Linked DNA regions of Mus musculus: region 2 is linked to region 1. A link is a contact called in public HiChIP or PLAC-seq data. All regions are on one chromosome and are shown on one strand. Each heading gives the region's core, a stretch centred on a gene start, on an enhancer-like site or on the middle of the called end of the contact. The rest is flanking DNA. Distances are from core to core; before and after follow the strand shown. Region 1 overlaps Nrd1 (nardilysin, N-arginine dibasic convertase, NRD convertase 1). Region 2 overlaps Osbpl9 (oxysterol binding protein-like 9).

Region 1 (5,023 bases), core at 1,232-3,731:
GCTAGAATAGAGCTGGACATTTTGTGAGTGCTGTCTAGATGCCAGACACTGTGCTGGCCTCGTATGCATTATAGCATTAGCTTGTTATCAAGTATTAAGAGATAGGTACCATTATAATCTCCATTTAAAGATAAACATGCTCTGGAAGTTGAGTGATTTGCTTAATTTACACAGGTCATAAATATTTGATGGGGGTTTGAGTATCTCTTTATCTGATTGTAAAGTCTGCACCCCAACCTGATGTTTCCATTTATCAAGAGACACTCAGGAATGGTTTTCTAATACTTTTTGAGCTGTGGCCTAATTTTGTTTAACAGGTAAGCCGTTGAACTGGTATCTGCTTTTCATAATGGCTTTTTATTGTTGGTAGATGTCAGTTGTAATCTGTTAATCTTGTCATAGTATAGAGGCCAGGATGGATTGATCTAATTCAAGGCTGTTTTATAATATTTTTCTGTATCTGTTGTGTAACTTATGGCATACTAGCTTTTTATGTTTTATTTTTAAGAATTAGGCAGAATTTTAGTAAAATAATTCAGAGGGGAAAACCAATTTAATACTAGACTATCAAGAAAGGAACTTTAGGCAATTACTGTCAGTTGTTGAGGTTTTTTCCAACCATCAATCCCTATGTGTCTATTTCAGAATTGTCTCCTGGCTTATGCTATTACTACATGTCACTTGGGTAATTTCATAGGTTTTCTAAGCTTGTAGAAAACTCATTGTTGGTGTAGAAGACCTTTAACAGTTACTTCTATAATTTTTAATGTTTTAAATTTTTTATAGGAAATGCTGAGACACTCAAGCATGAACCAAAGAAGAATAACATTGATACACATGCCAGACTGAGAGAATTCTGGATGCGCTACTACTCTGCTCATTACATGACCTTAGTTGTTCAGTCCAAAGGTAGTGTTATCTGTTACACCCCTAGAGTTACTCTGAAGTATCATTTGCCCTTGATTAACAGGTCTTGAGTAGCAAGAGTCCATTCAGATGCAGTTTATTTTTGAAATTTTGCAGCATTTTAGAAAACCTTACAGATGAAACACATAGCCTAGAAAGAAAAAAAATTTAAGAAAAAGCTAGATGACATGAATACATAAAATACATGTACATAATATTTTATTTTATTTATTACCATAAAATATACACAAATCTATAAAGTATACATTTAATCTAAACCTGGATAAACACATTGCATCATTTACAGCAGAGAGAAATGTAAACAGACGCAAATGTATTAAAGCATAACTACATGGAATGAATGGTAGTCAATTAGTACTGACATCGTTTCTTATCCTTCTCCACTGTTGTGACATCTGCATGAAGCTGCTGATCATGTCCACACGGAGAGTTAGTCTGCTCTAGTCAACTGTATTGTAGGCTTTTTTTTTTTCTTTTAAAAAGGTCTCAGTACTTGAACAGTCTTCACCGTATATAATGTGTATGAAATCTAAAGTACATGTCAATAGGTAGTTTATGTTACTGATATGGCTTTTGTGAAGATCTGGCTGTTAGTCAATTTTTGGGATAGTCAAAAATGAGATGGAAAACAATTGAGAAGGACATTTGACCTCTGGCTTCCATACATATGAACACATGCATGTACACATGCACAATCATAGAGCATGCACATATAGTCCCATAGAGATGAGGGTGTGTGTGTGTGAGGGTGTGTGTGTGAGGGTGTGTGTGTGTGTGAGGGTGTGTGTATGGGTGAGGGTGTATGTGTGTGAGGGTGTGTGTATGGGTGAGGGTGTGTGTGTGAGGGTGTGTGTGTGTGTGTGTGTGTGTGTGTGTGTGTGAGAGGGTGTGTGTGTGTGTGAGGGTGTGTGTGTGTGTGAGGGTGTGTGTGTGTGTGTGAGGGTGTGTGTATGTGAGGGTGTGTGTGTGTGTGTGTGTGAGGGTGTGTGTGTGTGAGGGTGTGTGTGTGTGAGGGTGTGTGTGTGAGGGTGTGTGTTTGTGTGTGAGGGTGTGTATTTACTGCCCCAGGGGTCAATATTCCCACATGTTGTTCAAAGATCAACTGTTCTACTTTCATAGGATGTTTGAGTCACTATGGCATATTGTTACTCTATTATCTGGCAAATTACAAACTGGAGCTAGAGAGATGACTCAGCAGAGTGCTTGCTCTGCTTGCAGTGAGCCAGACTTTGGTTCTTAGCATCCGTGATGGGTGCCTAACAACTGCCTATATTTACAACTCTAGGGGATCGCACATCTTCTTCTGGTCTCCACCAGCACCCCAACACTAATACACATACCACACAACACATACAACACACACACACACCACTATACATAAATACAAATATTTCTTAAAAATGGAAGGAAATGAATATGTTACAAAGTAATGGCAAAGTTCACAGAAACGTAGATCATCTCATACAAATCATCTCTCACAGAAATAGGTCATTTATGGACTAACTTCAAGTGCGTATGAGTATACTGGTGTACTACTCAGAGGTCATGTGTGGTTGAGACAGGGGCTCATGTAGCCTTGACCTTCTGGGATTTCAGGCATGTGCCACCACACCTAGCTCAGCTGTTGTGTTTTCTTTTCAGATGATTCATATTTGTGGTTTTATATTTATATTGCTCATAAACTTACAGGGCAAGCTGTTTGTTCATCCCTATATAAAGGTCCTATAAGATAATTAAGAGCAATCCTGTAGCAATGATAGAAGCATTCTAAATGTCAAGACTGAAGAGCATCTCTGCTCCTTCCATGTCCTGATTATCTTAGTGACTCACTGAGGAGACTCCAGTAACTTCTGTTGTCTTGGGGGTTTAACCTTTTGTAGATGTCCTAATAATCACGTGTTAAACAATTCCTTTTGACATTATAGTTTGCATGTTTCTTCTCTTCTCCTCTCACCAAATATCATTCTCCGTTCTATAAAATTTTGACCCAACCTCTTCAAAATTGAGATCAAACAAAGCTGATAACATATGAAACAGTTTTCATTTTTCAAAATTAATCCAAAAATGTGATTCTAAATTGCATTTATATTGTTGTAGCAGGCATTGCTTATTTTTAGTATAGAGGTTAATTTATAAATTGTTGCAAATTACTTCATGCATATGAAGTTTTATTCACTCTGGTGTTTGTCCCTTTGTGATCTTTTCCTGTTTGATACAGTGATTGATACTGGTGCAGATTTTTGTTTGTTTTTGAGACAGGGTCTCTTTGTATCCCTCAACTTGCTGTATAGACTTGGCCTGCCCTGAACTCAGAGAGATTCACCTACCTTAGTCTCCTAAGTCTTATTGTCAAATTCTAAAATAAACAATAGAATTGTGATGAGATCACATATAATCTAGAGTTTTTTGATTTTGAGAATTTCTCTTTTTATGCTACTTAAAAGTCAAATTTCTGGGTCTGAGGAGATGGATGGCTCAGTTCCTGAAGAGCTTGTTTCACAGGCATGAGGATCTGAGTTCAGACTCCAGCACCTATGGCACGTGCCACCCCAGCTCTGGGGAGGCAGAGAGGGCGGATCCCTCAGACTTGCTGGCTAGCCGGGCTAGCTGAGTTAGCAAGCTCCAGGTTCCAGAGGCCGTGTAGAGAATATTGAGGAGGAAGGACTAGTGAGATGGTTTGGCAGGTAAGACCAAGTATGAGTTCAGTCTACAGCATCTACATGGTGACTTCACACACAAACAAATGTAATTAAAAGTAGGTTTTTGCAGGTATTTAGGAGTAACTTTAAAAAAAAGGTATTTGGGATATAATATATGAGAGAAGAATTAAAAAGCGGAGAACGATTGAGGGAGACAGCAAATATCAACCTTTGGACCCTACTTGTACACACATCACATCACAACACATCACAACATCAAATACTTAAATAGAGCTGACAAATACTTTAGCAGATTAAGGTGCTTGCTTCTAAGTACGACTCCTTGATTTTAATCCTGGGGATAAACAAGGTATTCCTGCAAATTGTCCTCTGAACTCCTCACATGCACAGTGGTACACACACACACACACACACGCACACACGCACACACACACACACACACACGCACACACACACACACACGCACAAATCTAACAACAAGTGAACTATCTGTGTAAGTAAAGTTTGGCTTAAATTCAAAACTTGATTAGTCTTTTTTTTTTTTTTTTTAATTTTGCCTTTAGTTTCTTTTCTTCAAATTACTGGGAATTAAGCTCAAGAGTTCTCTCATGATAATCACATGGTTTGTCACTAGCAAAACCTTGTGTGCCTTTTCTAACCTTGTCAGTGGGCAGTTAGAGTCTAGCAAAACTGTGGGTGTGGTACGGTTTTTCTTCTCTGTTGATAGCCTTCCCGGATAGCTTTCCCGGTAGGTACTTCTGCTAGGTTAATAGCAGTCGATGTTAGCCTCATTCACAAGTGTATAAAAGACAACCTCCAGTGTGGCCACAGTTTTCTCCACTGACTAACGATTGTGTGTCCTGTTCTTCCACACCCCTTCCCCTCATCGTTCTTCAAGAAACCCTGGACACTTTGGAAAAGTGGGTGACGGAGATCTTCTCTCAGATACCAAACAAGTAAGACAGTTGCTTTCTGTAAGTTACATGTCTCCACAGTTAAAGGGCACACCTTTTTGTGTAAGTCCCAAAGGTATTTTTGTTCTTGTTTTTGTTTTTTTCAAAGGTTGTAATACTAAGACCTAAGGAAGTTTACTAACTTAGTCAAGATCATATTACTTTTGAGTAGAAAAGCTAAGATAGGAACATTTTTCCATAATTTCTATAGTTCAAAAATTGCATGCTTATAAATTTATATTAAGCAATACTTTTGAAGATTTTTGTTTGTTTTTACATTTATTGTTTGTTTTTCTGTTACTGTCCAGGGCATTTGGAACTGTTATATGAGAGGACCGTATTGGAGAGCATGTCACGTGCACCCACCTCTCTAAATGAATTCTGTTTAGAAAGGCATTTATTCTTCTCTTTTGTCAGTTGTTTGGAATGTGGACTGTTTTTCCCGTTGAAGAAGTAGTTTGTATATCTTATCACTCCACATAT
Region 2 (5,023 bases), core at 1,112-3,611, 120 kb after region 1:
GACATGGAATGTAGGAACATTTAAGAAGGCTGTAGTTTTAGAGAACTGACATAGGCATTAATCAGGAAACTGCTCAGATAGCATAGAGACCAAGAAGGGGGCGAGGGAGTAATGGGGAGGCAGTGAGTGTGAGCATAAGAAGGGATAAAGACCCAAGCCACGTTACAGACTTAGGAGACAGAGGAGGAGCGGCCAGTGGACAAAGTGATGGGCCTTTCCATCACACAATACAAGGAGAGGCAGACACAGAACAAGAAAAGATTCAGTTAGCTTGAAAACTGGAGGTAGAGTACCACAACACAGAGAAGAGGGCTGGCAAGCCCCAACTGCTGGAGCCCTCAGGAATCAGAAGAGGACTGTCAGTCCAGGCCAGCCCAGCAAAACCTTAAACAAAACACAACAAAAGAATATACAAGATGAAAACCAAGATGACTCCAAAATTTTTACTTATGGCTTAAAAAGCCTCTGACGTAGTCAATCCTAAAATCTGATAAGCCTCAACTGTCAGAAGTGGTTTGTTTGCTGTTTAAAGTGTGTGCATGCACATGCATGTGTATGTAGGTGTGTGTGCACACGTGTACAAGTTGTGCATGGGGTGTGTGCATTTGTAGGGGGGTCTGCATTTGTATATGTGCATGAACATGTATGCATATATGTGTATGTGTGAAGTCAGGCATTTTCCTCAATCACTCTCTACCTTATGTTAGTCAAGGTCTCTCACTGACGCTAAGCTTGTCACCAGCTTTTCCCATGGGTTCTAGGAATCCAAACTCAGGTCCTCGAGCTTGGGTGGCAGTGCTTTATCCACTGAGCCATCTCTCTAGCCCTAGAAGCTAATGGTACAATACCTGCGTGCAATCCCAGCACTCTGGAAGCTTAGGTGGGAGGATTTGAATTCAAAACCAGCTTGGGATACATAACAAATATCAAGTAAGCCAAAGCCATATTTCAGGACTTGTCTTTAAGAAAATAATAAAAGTTTTACTGAATTTATGAGTAAGAAGTATTCAAATACATGTTATTATGGGAAAAAATGAGAATTTCTCTTTAATGCATTTTGGGATGAGAGGGAAGAGTGGGGCAAAAGAAGGTGATTTTAAGGGGCCAAACCAAGTCTCAGCTCACAAGGAGACATACAGAAGGTCAAAAGGAAAGGAAGATATAATCACTTTACTTGGATTAATAAAGAAAAAAAGGGGAGGAGAAATCAATGCCTATTTAAAAACAAAAAAAGCTGGGCGTGATGGCGCACACCTTTAATCCCAGCACTCAGAAGGCAGAGGCAGGTGGATTTCTGAGTTCGAGGCCAGCCTGGTCTACAGAGTGAGTTCCAGGACAGCCAGGGTTACACAGAAAAACCCTGTCTCTCAAAAAAAAAAAAAAAAAAAAAATTCAGGAAGGAGCTAGGTGTGGCAGCTCATGCCTGAATGACCAGCACTTGGAGAGCTGAGTCAGGGGGATCACCCCTCAGTTCAAAGCCAGTTTGGTCTAGATAGAGTTCCAGGTCCAGACTGCAGGGTGAGACAAGCCAATAAAAATGAAATAATAAGTAAAATTTATGAAAAAGACTAAAACAAAGCAAGTGACACGTGAAAAATGAATCAGCTACTAATTCTTTTGTTTGCTTTTGAAATAAACAAGATCAATTAGATAAGACCTAACAAAGTAACAGAAGCCTACAAGAAATTATAATAATGAATGTATGCTACTTTATAAAATGCTTATACTTTAATAAAATGCTTAGAAAAAACGACATTCTTTAGCTCCTGGGGGGGGGAGCTTTTGTACTTAAAGAGAAGTGTGCGCATGTTCCTGTGGAGTGGAGAAGCGGGAAGGCATTTCTGAATTATCAAGAACAACATTCCATCTGAAGGTTTCATTCTGGCTCCAGTTTCTCCAAGGAATTCTGCTCAGGGCAAACAGCAGCAAGCCACTTCCTCTCTCTTCTATATTTAGCTCTAAGCTGCTAATACAATATCTTTGCCTTTCCTTCAGAAAGGATACACTTCTAGATCAAGACTGTAGTTACAACCCTGCACGTCCCACAAGCTTCAGCCCCATCCTCTAGAAGACAATCTAGACACAGCTATCGAATGTCATCGATTCAGCACTCACGACAAACACAATTTATGTTTATGCAGATCACTGTGCACCATCACCATTTCAGGCACCACTTCAGTTTTCCTAGGAAAACCAAGTTTCTGAACAGAACAAATAACTAGGAAGATGTGTTGGGCTTTTTCCCCTCGAACACTTTGAACTGCTCCCTCTGCTGGCGTAAGAAGAGAACTGTGCAGCATGACCAGAACTGAAAGAAGATGGAGCACAGGTCAATGTCTGACTCCCTGGTCATTAACTCCATTCAGGGAACATCCCCATGCGTCCTGTGGCTAGGCTTCCAAGCCTCCCTAATAGTTGGTGACAGAACTGAGCATGCCTTGTGATGTGACTCACTACCATGTGACCAATGTCCCAGTTAACCTTGCCTCAGTGGGCCCAGGCAGTGTCGACCTCTGCTTGGATATACACTGAGCACAGAAGAACCCTGCGACACCTACTCCCATGAAACACTAATACTGCAATGGGAGAAAGTGACGTGGATACAAAGGGGCTCCGGTATGATAAAATATAAGTCAGAGTGACTGACCCAGAATCACAAGAAAGTAAGGTGGAAACAAACAGTACTGTATAATGAGAATTGTCAATATAAATCTTGGCCCTGTTACTTCCTGCATGTGTGACCAAAAATACAAATTAATACAAGCCTCAAGCCCACCCCTGGATGGTGAGGATAAAAATATCTACCTCACTAGGGTGGGTTCGATCCCTGTGAAGGACCAGCATAACATTAAACTGGCCCTTAGCGGCCAGGCAGTGGTGGGCCACACCTTTGATCCCAGCACTCTGGAGGCAGAGGTAGGTGGATCTCTGAGTTCAAATCCAGTCAGAGTGAGTTCCAGGACAACCAAGGCTACACAGATAAACCCAGTCTCCAGAAATCAAAAACCAAACCAGAATAAAACAAAACTGGATGAAGTAAATTGAACCCTAGAGTTTTCTACATATGTCTAACGGCTTGTAGAAACGTTCCTTTCATTATGAATCTTTACTCTCTCTCTCCACCAGCACACACCAAGCAATGTGCCCCAAACTGAAAAGATTGCCTACTAAGTAAGATCCACAGGTCTCCTCCCAAGGTTATATAATATATAAGCAGCACTTGCTTGAGACAGAAGACTGATGACTGCCTGCAGGGAGCTCTAGCAACTGAAGCTTCCAAGAGTCACCGCCCATGCTGAGATGTGGCTTTCCATGACACATTTCCCTTCAGTTGTCTGTGTTCCCGAAGTAACCCAAATAAACCCCCATTCCCACTTACCGCTCTGCTATGCCCTCTACCGCATGGTACACTAATTATGCCTTGGAAACCATGAGCTGAATGGGATTTCTCACCTTTAAGTTGTTTCCATCAGGTATCTTGTCATGGCTACATAAAAGTTACCTAGTAGCCACAGGAAAAGTTGTTCTTAAACATACACAGGACTGAAGGGTCAAGGAAATGGCATTGTTCTTCCCTTCAGGAAGAAGGACTGGAGTGATAATTAGCGTCATCTTTTCAATACTCTCCTTAGATTGTTACATTGAAAATTTATTTTAGTGAGTAAGAAAAATGAATTGTGGAATAAAATGTAAATTACTAACAAAAATAAAAATGGATTAGAGAGGTAGGTCTAACTGGCTACTCACTATACTGGAGTTCATAATTAAACTTGGGAAGATTATAATTTCAAATATCTAGGGAGGATTGAAAGTAGAAAACAAATTAAGAAGAACATAGGTACACTAGCGAGATCTAATCCTCCCACAGCAATATAACCAACTCCCAACACACGAGTCCAGCTCTATCAACCCACACAAATATCCCGAGTACCACTGAAATTAAACCAGCTAATTACAGAATTAATTAGAGCTGATTCACTTCCTTTACATGAAATGTGTGACTTTTTGTACTGGAAACATTACCACATAAAAATCAGAAACATAACATAACAGAGGAAACATCTTAAGTCAACCCAAGACAGTGACATCTGTTCGCTGGTGATAATGCTGAGCTAACATTGCTCTCAAAGTAGAAGACAGTCAAACCTATAACCATGCTTTAGCCTAATGACTTACCGTCTATTCTAAGCATCTTGGCCATGTGGGTGTGTGCTAAGTTGACTGGTATTAATGCAGTGAAGCACTGATGCACTGATATACTTGATCAATAGGACTTTTTTAAAAATTAAATACTTTTCTTCAGTATTGAGCACTAGGTTGCACTTTAGTAAACAATCAGGCTTTAATGGACTGAGCTGAAAGCAGTGGTTTATCAGGCCAACCACAGGTGACTTTTTCCATGGAGACTTACATAGCTCTAACTTAAGCTTCTTTTCCATCCTTAAAAGTGGTATATTTTATCTCAGGAAACTTGTGTCACTATAAAATATTCCAGATAAATTTAACTAAAGTTTGTACTGTTTAATAGATGTCCTCAGTAAAGCTCCCCCCTCCCCTGTTTTTGAGATAGGGCCTCACTATGTAATTTAGTCTATGTTCAAACTTACAATCCTGCCACCACGCCTAGATGCATAGTTTTCACCTTTTAAAAAAAAAATATTTTTTTACAGATCAGGTTTGCTGAAGCCAAGAGATCCCTTCAATACAAATGAAACCATGCACACTATGGGCAATCTACAATCAAGACCAAGTCATTTGACACTACACCTCACTCATCTATACACTGAGGACGATTCTAAGGTTGTTGCAAGAGTAAACTTGTATGTAAGTACAGCTACTTATCTAGCCTCTGGATCTTAAGCTTTCAAGTGTATTATAATCCCTGGAGAGGACACATTCCAGAGCTGCTGAGTCACAGGGCAAGAGAGGCATTCCTAGCACACCCCCCATGGTGCTGAAGCTCTATCTGCAAACACACTTTAAGAACCACTGACCTAACTAGGCAGTGGTGGCGCACACCTTT

What was found. HiChIP or PLAC-seq counts read pairs in DNA pulled down with a chosen protein or histone mark.
Region 2: a CTCF HiChIP or PLAC-seq map of the NIH/3T3 cell line shows a contact between it and region 1, with 14 read pairs. The contact joins two enhancer-like sites. A contact is called at or near these places in 1 of 39 promoter capture datasets (the C10 cell line), 2 of 15 datasets of contacts at CTCF or cohesin (the NIH/3T3 cell line and large pre-B cells), 14 of 484 Hi-C or Micro-C datasets (the C10 cell line, CD4 T cells, CD8 T cells and 11 more), 5 of 115 datasets of contacts at active chromatin or transcription factors (the NIH/3T3 cell line, embryonic stem cells and fibro-adipogenic progenitors) and 3 of 9 other capture datasets (adipose tissue, liver and pancreatic islet).

Annotation. Positions count from the first base shown.
Region 1 is chr4:109,027,965-109,032,987 of GRCm38.p6, forward strand. It overlaps Nrd1 (nardilysin, N-arginine dibasic convertase, NRD convertase 1), which reads left to right. Exons shown (of 31, transcript NM_146150.3): 7 at 787-909; 8 at 4,486-4,543. Among named protein-coding and RNA genes, the nearest start is that of Mir761, 13 kb to the left of the region's middle. Within about 2 kb of position 2,482, at least 26 of the 459 cell types and tissues checked have an H3K27ac peak or open chromatin away from gene starts, as enhancers often do. A contact at or near this core is called in the NIH/3T3 cell line, where this site is marked.
Region 2 is chr4:109,145,485-109,150,507 of GRCm38.p6, forward strand. All of the region lies in intron 3 of Osbpl9 (oxysterol binding protein-like 9), which reads right to left. It overlaps Gm52703 (a long non-coding RNA gene), which reads left to right. Exons shown (of 3, transcript XR_003955256.1): 2 at 4,671-4,824. Among named protein-coding and RNA genes, the nearest start is that of Gm52703, 15 kb to the left of the region's middle. Within about 2 kb of position 2,362, at least 85 of the 459 cell types and tissues checked have an H3K27ac peak or open chromatin away from gene starts, as enhancers often do. A contact at or near this core is called in the NIH/3T3 cell line, where this site is marked.